Linked DNA regions of Mus musculus: region 2 is linked to region 1. A link is a contact called in public Micro-C data. All regions are on one chromosome and are shown on one strand. The core of a region is the stretch at or near the end of the contact, and the rest is flanking DNA. Distances in the headings are between cores, read along the strand shown. Region 1 overlaps Irak2 (interleukin-1 receptor-associated kinase 2). Region 2 overlaps Tmem40 (transmembrane protein 40).

Region 1 (5,591 bases), core at 1,974-4,473:
CTGAGTTACAAAGGATGTAACTGGGTTATAAAGGATGCCAGTGTCTGGGTTGGCCCCAGAGAGGCCAGAGCTTGTAATGGGAACAGCTTTAGAGGAGTCTAGGCCAGAATGAGCAGTGGGCTTGACCTGATGAGCGGTGGGGCCGGCCAGGGCTGGCATCTGTGGGGAGTAGAAGTCTGCATTTCCTGCATATTCCTGGGGCAACTAGGCCAATTTTCAGCTCCATTTCCATTTAATGGAGTGAGTGGGTTTCCAAGGTCCTACCCATTTATGGCTGGCTATTTCATGTTGAGTGTCTTCTGTGAGTGCCTCCACTCCACCATTCCCAGGGCTGACGCTTGCCCAGTGCTAAATTGTTTGGCCAGTGTGTCTCCACGGCAACCTCTTCACTTGCTTTCCCGCAGTGCCAACGTCTTGCTGGACCAGCATCTTAACCCCAAGCTGGCTCATCCTGTGGCTCACCCTCATCCCGACAATAAAAAGACCAAATATACCGTCATGAGGACTCACCTGTTCCAGGCCTCAGCTGCATATCTGCCGGAACACTTCATCAGAGTGGGGCAGCTGACCAAGCAGGTGGACATCTTCAGCTGTGGAATTGTAAGCATTTCCTCGTCTGCCCACAGGCTGGCTGTAAGCGTGGGGCTTGCGTGGAGTTACAGCAGAGGCTGCTGGACTGTGGCCTCCAGGCCAGATCCGAGACAAAGGCATCTTTGAAAACCGTTTATTTCACTTGCTCTTAGTCTGTGGGTGTGCATTATGTGTGGGGTGTGGGATGGGGGTGTAGTTCGAGTGAGACGCTCAGGTAGTATCGACCTCCTTTGGGATCGGCTCTCTCATGGACCTGAAGCTCACGAGTTAGGCTAGACTCACCAGTGAACCCCAAGGATCCTCCTGTCTCAGTCTCCCCAGGGCTTGAATTACAAGTGCATACCACAACATCTGGCATTTGTATATGAGAATCTCAGGATCTGAGCTCTCAAGTCCTATGTTCACAAGGTGACCATTCACGGACTGACGTATGTCCCTAATTTGCCTCCCCACCCCCATTTTTGGTACCGGAGATAATACCGAGACCCTCAGACATGCGAGACATGTGTTCTACCACTGAGCCATACTTCCCAAATTTTTGCAATAAGGTGTCACTGGGTCCCTGTGGTCCAGCCTAGCCACCAACCACGATCCTGCCTCAGCCCTTTGAGTACTGGAATTGCAGCTGTGTGCAACCAGGCCTAACTTCTATGGTCTATTTTACATGGCTTCTGAGTTATAAGTGATTTTCATGGTTAAAAAGGTTTACATAGCTGGGCATGGGGGTAGATGTTTGTAATCCCAGCACTTGGAAAGTCAAGGCAGGAAGATTGCTTTTAGTTCAGGCTAGCCTGGGCTACATAGCGAGTTCTAGGTCAACTTAACCTTGTGTCAGAAACTCTTAAAAAATGGTAAACAGGTATATACAGAAACTGTGTATGGTTGGTGATTCTGTGGGCTGTAGATGTTATCTCTCGACTTCCTGCTTCCCGTCCATACTGTTGGCCTACCACCTATTTCTCTGTCATGTTTCTTCATCACTCTTCCATCGGTGACCATCTACCTCTCCTGCATACCCTGCCTCAGGACCGGGTGCCGGGTGCTCAGGGCGTACTGTAAAGCGTCTGTAGTCTGAGCCTGATAGTCTGCTCAGTTCATCTTTAGGACACACTGAGTCCTGTTGATGTCTGCAGGATGGGTGTGTTAAAAGGGCTGAGAGGACGGATAGGTTTGGAAGATACTGTCGAGCAAAGCCAAGCGGGCTTTTCATTCCAGACTTAATAGGGTGCTGACCCTGTGACCTGGTTGTTGTGAACCCAGCAGAGAAGGTGATGCAAGCCCCTGCAACCCCACTTGACAGCAGAGCCTGGTTTTCTTGCTGTCTGTCTGTCCGACTTGGTGTTGCAAGACCACAGAATGTTCCACAGCATTGGGAATGTGACCCGAGATGCACAGTTTGTTGCCTGCAGCCAAACTCAGACTGTTGCGCTCAGGGCTTTGCATGTGCCTTCCTCCCTGTCTTGAACTCTGTCCTTCCTCTCTGTGACCACAGTCTTCTGTCTGTTCACATCTGCCTCTGGAGCCCTCACCAGGCCGCCTTCTGCCCTCAACTGGACCTCTGTGTCCCAGATTCAGTTTCCTTCTGCCCCTGGCTGGCCACTCTGCTGGCTCCCATTTTCCCCATTTGATCCCCCCCTAGAGTTTCCTGTGAGTGTGTCGGTGAGGCTAAGCAGCCCTACTTGGAGAACCAGTGGCTCTCTGGGAGAGGAGGCAGAGCGAGTTCTAGGGGAACCTAGGCAATTTAGGAAGACTATATCTCAAAACAAACAGAACAGAATAAAGCAAATGAAAACAAAGATTGAAATAAGTCAAAACAAAGCAATAGGGCAGACCCTCCAACTACCAGGCAGTATGGCCTAGTGCAGTCCAGGCACTTCCGCCATCTAACACCTGCCCACCCCATGTTTGGGCCTCAGTTTTGCCTTCTGGAAAGTGGGGTGTTAGTGGTGCTTATAGAGTAGTAATGGGGCTGGATGTGGTGGCAAATACCTTTAATGTCAGCACTCAGAAAGCAAAGGCAGGTGATCTCTGTGGGTTCAAGACCAGCTTGGTCTACAAAGTGAGTTCCAGGGCAGTGAGGGCTCTATAGAGAGACTTGTCTCAAATAAGTAAATAAGTAAGTAATTAAGTAAGTAAATAAATAAATAAAATTTAAAAAGAGTGTAATAGGATGTGTATATATGGGTATTGTAGTATTAGTGTGAGTGTGTGCATGTGTGCATGTTTGTGCCTATGTGCATGTGTGTGTGCATATGCATGTGCATGCGTGCATGTGTGTGCAGGTGTGCACATGCCATACTGCATATGGAGGTCAGAGAATAACTATCTGGAGTTGTGGCCTTTCTCCTGCCACCTTGTGGGATTGAACCCTAATAGTCTGGCCTGCACGCCAGTACCTCATCTTGCCCGCTGTTGTCTCAGTGTTTTTATGCTCACTAAGTGACCCTTGTCAGAGACTTGTTCCTTCCGGAATCACATGGCTGAGACAGAGGAGATGTCTATCTCCTGATTTGTTTTCCTCTGTTCCTTCCTGCAAGGACCTTGCTGACTGCCTCTTCTCAACTGACTGTAGACCCTTTTCTATGGAGTGCTCTGTGCTGCCCCCTCCTGGCCACTGTTGTCACGCTCCCCGTGAGCAGGGTAACCTCAGTGCCTAACCTGTGGTTTACTGCTCTAACTTGTTGCAGGAGGGTGTGGGAGAGACACCATTGCTGTTCATCTTGCAGCATAGCTGCTCTACCCCACGTGACACATGCAGATTCTGGCCCAAGTTTCAGTTCCCAACCCTGGGACTCACTTCTTGTGCAGAGCTGGACTTCCAGTCCAGGCTTCTGTGTCTGTCTCCCATGTCTGTAGTTTTATTTTTTGTTTGTTTGTTTGTTTGTTTGTTTTTTGAGACAAGAGTTTCTTTGGGTAGCCTTGGCTATCCTAGAACTAGCTCTATAGGCCGGACTGGCCTGGAGCGGGTAGAGATCCACCTGTCTCTGCCTCCTGAGTTCTGGGATTTAAGGTGTGCGTCACCACCACCTGGCTCACTCCTGAATCTTTTACACTGCTGAGAATCTCATGAACAGGAATGGCAGGCTTGCTCTTCGCACAGGTACAAATCACAGTTTCCCACTTGGGTGTTGGCTCAGGGCTGTGTTCCTCTGTGAGTGAGTAAAGTAGGTGGGGGTGGGGAATCCTGGTAGGGTGGCAAGACAATCAGGAACTCAAGGCCACCCTCAGCTACAGAGTAATGTCAAAAGACCCTTGTCTTAAAAAAAAGAAAAACAAAAAAAACAAAAAAACAAAAACAAACCAAAAAAAACCAACCCAAACCAAACAAAAACAAACAAACAAACAAAAAACCAAGAAAAGGGCTGGGCAGTGGTGGCGCACTCCTTTAATCCTAGCACTTGGGAGGCAGAGGCAGGCTTATTTCTGAGTTTGAGGCCAGCCTGGTCTGCAGAGTGAGTTCCAGGACAGCCAGGACTACACAGAGAAACCCTGTCTTGAAACAATCAATCAATCAATCAAACAACCAAACCAAACCAAACCAAAACAAGAAAAAGGGGCTGCAACATGGCTCAGTGGGAAAAGGTGCTTGCTGCCAAGCCTGACAACCTGAGTTCCAGTCCGGGGACCCACGCAGTGGGAGGTGAGCTCCAGTTCTCACAAGTTGCTCTCTGACCTCTGTGCAAGTGCCATGGCGGGTGAATACCAACACACACACACACACACACACACACACACACACACACACTCAATAAATAAATAAATTATTATTTATTTTATTTACTATTATTATTAAATAATAATAGTATTAACAGTAATAATATCAGAAAAGATGAAGCCTTTGTCATTGTCTAAGTCTTTTGCTGACTGTGTGTGTCAACTCTGTGTTCTCTCCTACCCAGGTATTGGCCGAGGTCCTTACCGGCATCCCTGCGATGGACAAGGACCGCAGTCCAGTTTACCTGGTAAGAGATCCAGTCACTTCGGGTTGGTTGGCTGGTATCCTTGGGCACACGTCCATGTGGGCAGGGAGGGCCTTGCCCACCACATGCAAAGTTCTCAGGCCTCAGACCAGAGCTCTTGGCATCCATGACATCTTCCCACACTGCCATTTTAGAAGCACAGCAACTGGCGCTGCCGTGTGTATGCAACTGCTAAGCCTCATTCTAGCCTTAGTTTTCTTCTTCTTTTCTTTCTTTTCTTTTCTTTTTTTTTTTGTGTGTGGGGGGTATGTATATCTGTGAGGGGATTGATCTTACATTATGGTCTAGGATGGCTTTGAGTTCTTGGTCATCCTCCTGCCTCTGCCTATTTTTGAGTTCTGGGATTACAGACTTGTGCCACACAGTCAGCTGCAGCCCTCTGAGTGAGCCTTTTCCTCTGTTTCAGCCTGCCTTCCTTTCTTTGGTGAGTCCTTGCTAATCAAGTCGGGGGTGGGGTGAGGGTGGGGTTGTCCTTACCCCTCCCCTCCCCCTACCTCCAATTGCCTTTTTTTTTTTTTGGTGGGTTTTTCGAGACAGGGTTTCTCTGTGTATCCCTGGCTGTCCTGGAACTTACTTTGTAGACCAGGCTGGCCTCGAACTCAGAAATCCGCCTGCCTCTGCCTCCCGAGTGCTGGGATTAAAGGCATGTGCCACCACGCCCCAGCTCTGATTGACATTTTGTCCTGTGGTTTCACTCACTAGTCGCTCGCTCTAATTTTCCTTCACATTTCCTGGGTCCTGGGAGTTGGCTCTTGAGCCTCTCCTGGGTTCCTGGTTGATGCTTTTGTCAAGGACACTTTGTCCTAGCCTGTACACAGCCCTGACAATAGAGTCAAGCTCCCCACACTGTGAACTCACTGCCAGTAGCAGATGCTGTTGCTGGCTACAAATAAGATCTTTCTTCCCTGGAGGGTCTCAAGGGCGGGGCTCTGGGAACTGCCTCTGGATCCCCTTTCTTTGTGGTAACTTGTCTCTCTCTGCAAACCACTCATGTGCTTTCGCTGTTACAAGCCTATTTCT
Region 2 (5,442 bases), core at 1,598-4,097, 2.1 Mb after region 1:
CAGGGATGGCCTCAAAGGACTCTTTCTGAAGGCACTGTGGGTCCCCCATGGTTCACAGTTGTGGAGATATTGCCACTCCCATCTCCAGCACAGAAACACACCATCCCTGGCTTCTAGGCTCTGAGGCACAATACAATCAAGTCCAAAGCCGCTGGGCTGCTGGTCAAAGACAATGTGTGGGGGTATGGCTCTGCAGTAGAGCAATTTCTTAGCCTGTGTGAAGCCTTGGGTTCCATCCTAGCAACACACACACACACACACTCATAGAGACTCTTCTTTAGCCCAGGCTATCTCAAAGGAAACTACAAAGTTACTTAATACAGTCAGGGAGGAGGTAGCATTTGAGGAGTACAGACTTCCTGGCTTTTCTTCAATGCTGACACCCCTCTGCATGCTTCCTCACTTAGGGACAGTCTGTGCAGTAAGAAATGCACCAGCTTTCCAGCCGAGAAGCCTGAGGCTACAGACGGCTGGGTTGTGGCTTGCCTAGCGTGCTGCAGGTCTCGGATTCCATTCTCAGCACAGAAAAGGGCTATCTGGGGGGGTCACAGGACACAGGCAGAACTTGAACCCGAGCCTCCTGACTCAGGGACTTTCCATAGACGACAGATCTTTTTCCAAGGAGAAAGCCCCAATCGGGAGAGGGTTTTGGATGGGGAAACGTGCGGCACCATTACCTGGCAGCCGGAACTTCTGAAGGAGGGGGATGAAGCCCTGAAGCACGCTGTGGATCCGGTACACTGCTCAGAGAACAAGGGGGAAATGTTGGTAAGGACGGTGGCCCCTTAAGGGGCCCCAGGGTCAGGCTCACTCCCCCGCTGCCCCAGAGCCAAAGCACACCCCACGCAAACAGAGCCTTAACATGCAATTTCAGACTAACGTCAATAACAGTGCTGCAGCTATTACACGGAAAACGAATCACAGGCTGTAATAACAGGGGCAGGAAACCCCGCGACCTCGATTTCTGGCTCTACTTGCTTGTTTTCAGTATCTGAGGAGCTATGTGTGTTTGCCACTTCAAACCGTTTTTTGTGGAACTAACCCCTTTTTTCCACAAGGTTTTGCCAATGACCTCCCTTTGACTTCACAATGCGGTCAGGAAGAAAATACAAACATGAGGAATTTACTTTAAAAAAAAAAAGTTTAGATTGTGGCTCTTAGCCAATCTAGAGGGTGATGGCCAGCCAGCCCAGCTGCCACCCCTCCAGGAGCCTGCGGGGCTATGTAGTTTTTTGAAGGATCACTTACCGAGCCCGAAATAGATGCCAATGGTCTCGAGAGAAGCAAAGGTGAGCAGGCCGACCCCGAGGGACATGAACCAGTCTGCAAGGCAGCCAGGAGACAACAATTAGCTATTCATTGTAGGAGTGGAGGTTGACTCCTGTCCGCCCACACAGCCCCTCCCCAGGTCCCCCGCAGGCCTCACCTGCATAGTAGTGGTAACACACCAGCAAGGCTCCGATGGCAAAGCAGAGAAGGACAAAATGGAAAAACTCATCTGCAAGAAAAGATGGTGGATGGTTCTCTCTCTCTCTCTCTCTCTCTCTCAACTCAGGCCATCACAACAACCCTCTCGTTTTTAATTTTTGATGTTTTTCAAGGCAGGGTCTCTACGCAGCCCAAGGTGACCTTCAAATTAGGATTCTTCTGCCTCAACCGTCAGAGCAACTAGAGTTACAGGTGAGTGCCACAGTACCATGCCTGGCATGCCAGGTTTCTCCTGTGTGTGTGTGTGTATGCGTGTGCATGTGCGTGTGTGTGTGTTACTGTGTTGCCTTGGGTGACTTGAAACTCCCTGTGTAGACCAAGCCGGCTTTGATTTCACAGATATCCACCTGCCTCTGGCTCCAGAGTACTAGGATTAAAAGCATGTGCCACCATACCCAGCTATTTGTTTGTTTGTTTGTTTGTTTATGAGACAGGGTTTCACTGTATAATGGTAGCTGATGATCCAACTGTCTCTCCCAGCATAGTGCTGGGGTCAAATGTTGGGAGCCGCCCTCACATTCGCCGTTACAAGATGGCGCTGACATCCTGTGTTCTAAGTGGTAAACAAATAATCTGCGCATGTGCCAAGGGTAGTTCTCCACTCCATGTGCTCTGCCTTCCCCGTGACGACAACTCGGCCGATGGGCTGCAGCCAATCAGGGAGTGACACATCCTAGGCGGAGGATAATTCTCCTTAAAAGGGACGGGGTTTTGCTATTCTCTCGCTTGCTTGCTCTCTTGCTCTTGCACTCTTTTTTTTTTAAAGATTTATTTATTTATTATATGTAAGTACACTGTAGCTGTCTTCAGACACTCCAGAAGAGGGCGTCAGATCTTGTTACAGATGGTTGTGAGCCACCATGTGGTTGCTGGGATTTGAACTTCAGACCTTTGGAAGAGCAGTCGGGTGCTCTTACCCACTGAGCCATCTCACCAGCCCGCTCTTGCACTCTTGCGCTCTTGCGTTCTGGCTCCTAAAGATGTAAGCAATAGAGCTCTTGCTCTTGCTCTCTTGCTCTCTGGCTCCTGAAGATGTAAGCAATAAAGCTTTGCCGCAGAAGATTCCGGTTTGTTGCGTTCTTCCTGGCCGGTCGCGAGAACGCGTGTAAGAGTCAAAGATGTGCATCACCATGCCCGACTACTCTAAGTTTTATTTTGCGGTGTGTGTGTGTGTGTGTGCGCGCGCACACACACGTGAGCGCGTGCACATGAACATATGCTTGCACGTGTGCATCAAGTAAGTACCCACAGAAGCCTGAAGGGGGTGTTAGATGCCTTGGAGCTGGAGTTACAGGCATTTGTGGGGGATCTGATGTAGGTGCTGTGCTCCAAACTCCAGTCCTCTGAGAAAGGAAGGGGAAGCACACTGATTGGCTAAAGCACCGGCCCAGCCCCTTCCTGTTTTATACACTACAGTGCTCTCGCTCCTGACCAGCCCATGTTACTAGCACCCAGGAGCCCCCTCTCCAGCCCATCCATCTCTCCTCTTTATTGTTGGAACGTGTACAGCCACTCAGCTTGGAGTTTATATCTGTGCTTATGGGTTCCCGCCTCCCTGGCTCTAAGTCTCAGAGGAGATTCTCCGTCAGACTGAGCCGCCAGCGCAGCCCCACGGGGGTGCTCAGGAATTAATTTCCTGAGTGAGCATTAAACCACGTAAAGATGCCAAGTGTGACGTTCTGAGGCTAACAGGCACGAGAGGCTGGATCTCCGATGCTTCTTAAAAGGGATGTCAGCAGGATAGACAGCAAGGTCCCCCTTCTTTCTCACTCAGGGGAATACAAAAGAGAGTTTAGGGGAAGTCCAGCATGCACTCCTGCAGTTCTAGTCCTGGGGATGCTGAGGGAAAAGGACCTAAGCGTGAGGGCATCCTGGTCTACAGAGCTAGTTCCCTGAGAGCCAGGGCTACGCAGAGAAGCTGTGTCTCAAAAATCTACATAAACGAACACCCCAAGGTCTCTCTTTCCTATCCGCAAGCTCTTTCCTGAAGTCCTCGTGGAGTCCAGGCTTGGAGCAGAGGAAGCCCAAGAAGCTCTCATCACTTCTCCAGGGGAACTTCCTAACCCCCACACCCTAACTGTGCCCCACCACACGGCTCGTGAAGCATTGATCTCACTGTGCTCTCACATACAACCAAAGGAGCGTAGGTTGGGCACCAGTCCTAGGCTATGCCAAACCCAGGCTGTGCCCTTCAGTAGCTCTAAGGCCCCCAACCCTGGCCTTCGGTTCCTACATGGAAAGATAGACATCACTGCTTGTCCCCTCAACCAAGATTGCTGAGGACTCTGCTGACTGTGGGACCCCTGACAGAGGTGGCTAGGGTTACTATCATTCCAGCCACCAGCCATCTTGGATCCACAGAAATCGGGACCAGCCAGGTGAGGACAGCTCTTGGACACCAACTTACCATCCTTCTTTATGTTCAGTCTTCTTAACTGAGAGGCCTCCACTTCTCCTTAACAATGAAAGACAGAAAGATGTGTTTTGGAGGTTACCACTCCCCACTTAAAGACTCCATCACTGGGTGTTTGTCTGTGGGTCAGGGGGTGCTCACAGCAGGACCCCTCCCTGACTTTCTCATCCCTCCATAGGCCTAGCCCTCTTCTTCCTTCCATCTCTCCCATGATGGAGACTTCTTTCGGAATCACGCATGTATTGACATCCCTGCCAGAACTGGCCTCAGGTCATTGGTGGTCCCCTCTGGCCCCTGGCACAGCTTCCAGCTGTCCCGGGAGCTTGTATATTTACCCTCCGCTGAGCCGGAACCTCTCCTTCGGAGTCCTAGAAATGAGAAACTCAGTGTTAGCTCCATGTCAGCCAAGGCACCTTGCCAGGTGCTGCCACTCTGGGGAGAGGCCAGAGGTGACTGAAGACAGTGGTTTTCAACCGTCCTAATGTTGCGACCCTTTAAAATAATTCCTCATGTTGTGGTGACAACCTCCACAACCATAAAATTATTTCATTGCTATTTCATAACTATAATTTTGCTATTGCCATAAACCATAATGTAAATATCTGGTGTACAGGATAACTGATATGTGACCCCCAAAGGCGTTGAGACCCACAGGTTGAGAACTTCTCTAGATAATGTTCCAGCCATGGAACCCAAGGGACCTTTCCTCGCTGGTTGATACCTGCTTCCTCTTGCCTGGACCGCCATTTCCATGTCCCACCACCTCTCCCCTGTCTGTTCGTGCAGTCAGGTCCCTAAGTAGGCCCGGAGTTGCCATATCTCATGGCTGTGACCCTGAGAGTGCTCCACCAGGACTATGCCCACTGACAGTGCTCTACCAGGTCTATGCCTACTGACAGTGCTCCACCAGGACAATGCCTACTGACAATGCTCCAACAGGACAATGCCCACTGACAGTGCTCCTCCAGGACTGACAGTGCTCCACCAGGACTGACAATGCTCCAATGCCCACTGAGAGTGCTCCACCAGGACAATGCCCACTGAGGGTGCTCCACCAGGACAATGCCCACTGAAAGTGCTCCAACAAGACAATGCCCAGACCCCACTGAACTCCAGAATCGTTGACTCCCTTCCCTTCCTGGATACTCACCTGACTCCCCAGTAGGCACCATTTCCCCAGCAGCACCTGCACGGAAGGAGAATCAGTGAGCACACACATGATTGGTGCCCTCCTGAGAGGGGCCTAGGGAAGAGGGTAGGAACCTACCTGGAGACTTGCACTGATCGGTTGTAGGCTGGGTGGGGACTGGAGCAGGCTTTACAGTTCCTGCTCCACCTACCAGGAAGTAATCCCCACCACAAGCCATGGGAAGTCAGTACTTTTTATTTAAAACAAAAAAAAAACAGGCTGGAGAGGTGGCTGAGTACCAGATGCTCACAAGCTCCCGCGGCTCTTGTTTTGGGGGAATCTGCTGCCCTCTTCTGGCTTCTTCTGGGACTGCACTTATGCATAAACCCACACTCAGACACACACATATAAA

Evidence for each region. A called contact is a pair of places that touch in the nucleus more often than the background predicts.
Region 2: a contact with region 1 is called in a Micro-C map of embryonic stem cells, with 13 times the contacts expected there. The contact joins two enhancer-like sites. A contact is called at or near these places in 1 of 39 promoter capture datasets (embryonic stem cells), 1 of 484 Hi-C or Micro-C datasets (embryonic stem cells) and 1 of 115 datasets of contacts at active chromatin or transcription factors (embryonic stem cells).

Annotation. Positions count from the first base shown.
Region 1 is chr6:113,678,243-113,683,833 of GRCm38.p6, forward strand. Irak2 (interleukin-1 receptor-associated kinase 2) reads left to right here. Exons shown (of 13, transcript NM_172161.4): 9 at 405-600; 10 at 4,491-4,553. Among named protein-coding and RNA genes, the nearest start is that of Tatdn2, 16 kb to the right of the region's middle. Within about 2 kb of position 3,224, at least 72 of the 459 cell types and tissues checked have an H3K27ac peak or open chromatin away from gene starts, as enhancers often do. A contact at or near this core is called in embryonic stem cells, where this site is marked.
Region 2 is chr6:115,729,759-115,735,200 of GRCm38.p6, forward strand. Tmem40 (transmembrane protein 40) reads right to left here. Exons shown (of 12, transcript NM_144805.2): 6 at 5,052-5,087; 7 at 4,237-4,269; 8 at 3,896-3,943; 9 at 1,427-1,498; 10 at 1,249-1,323; 11 at 678-740. Among named protein-coding and RNA genes, the nearest start is that of Gm24008, 8.6 kb to the left of the region's middle. Within about 2 kb of position 2,848, at least 12 of the 459 cell types and tissues checked have an H3K27ac peak or open chromatin away from gene starts, as enhancers often do. A contact at or near this core is called in embryonic stem cells, where this site is marked.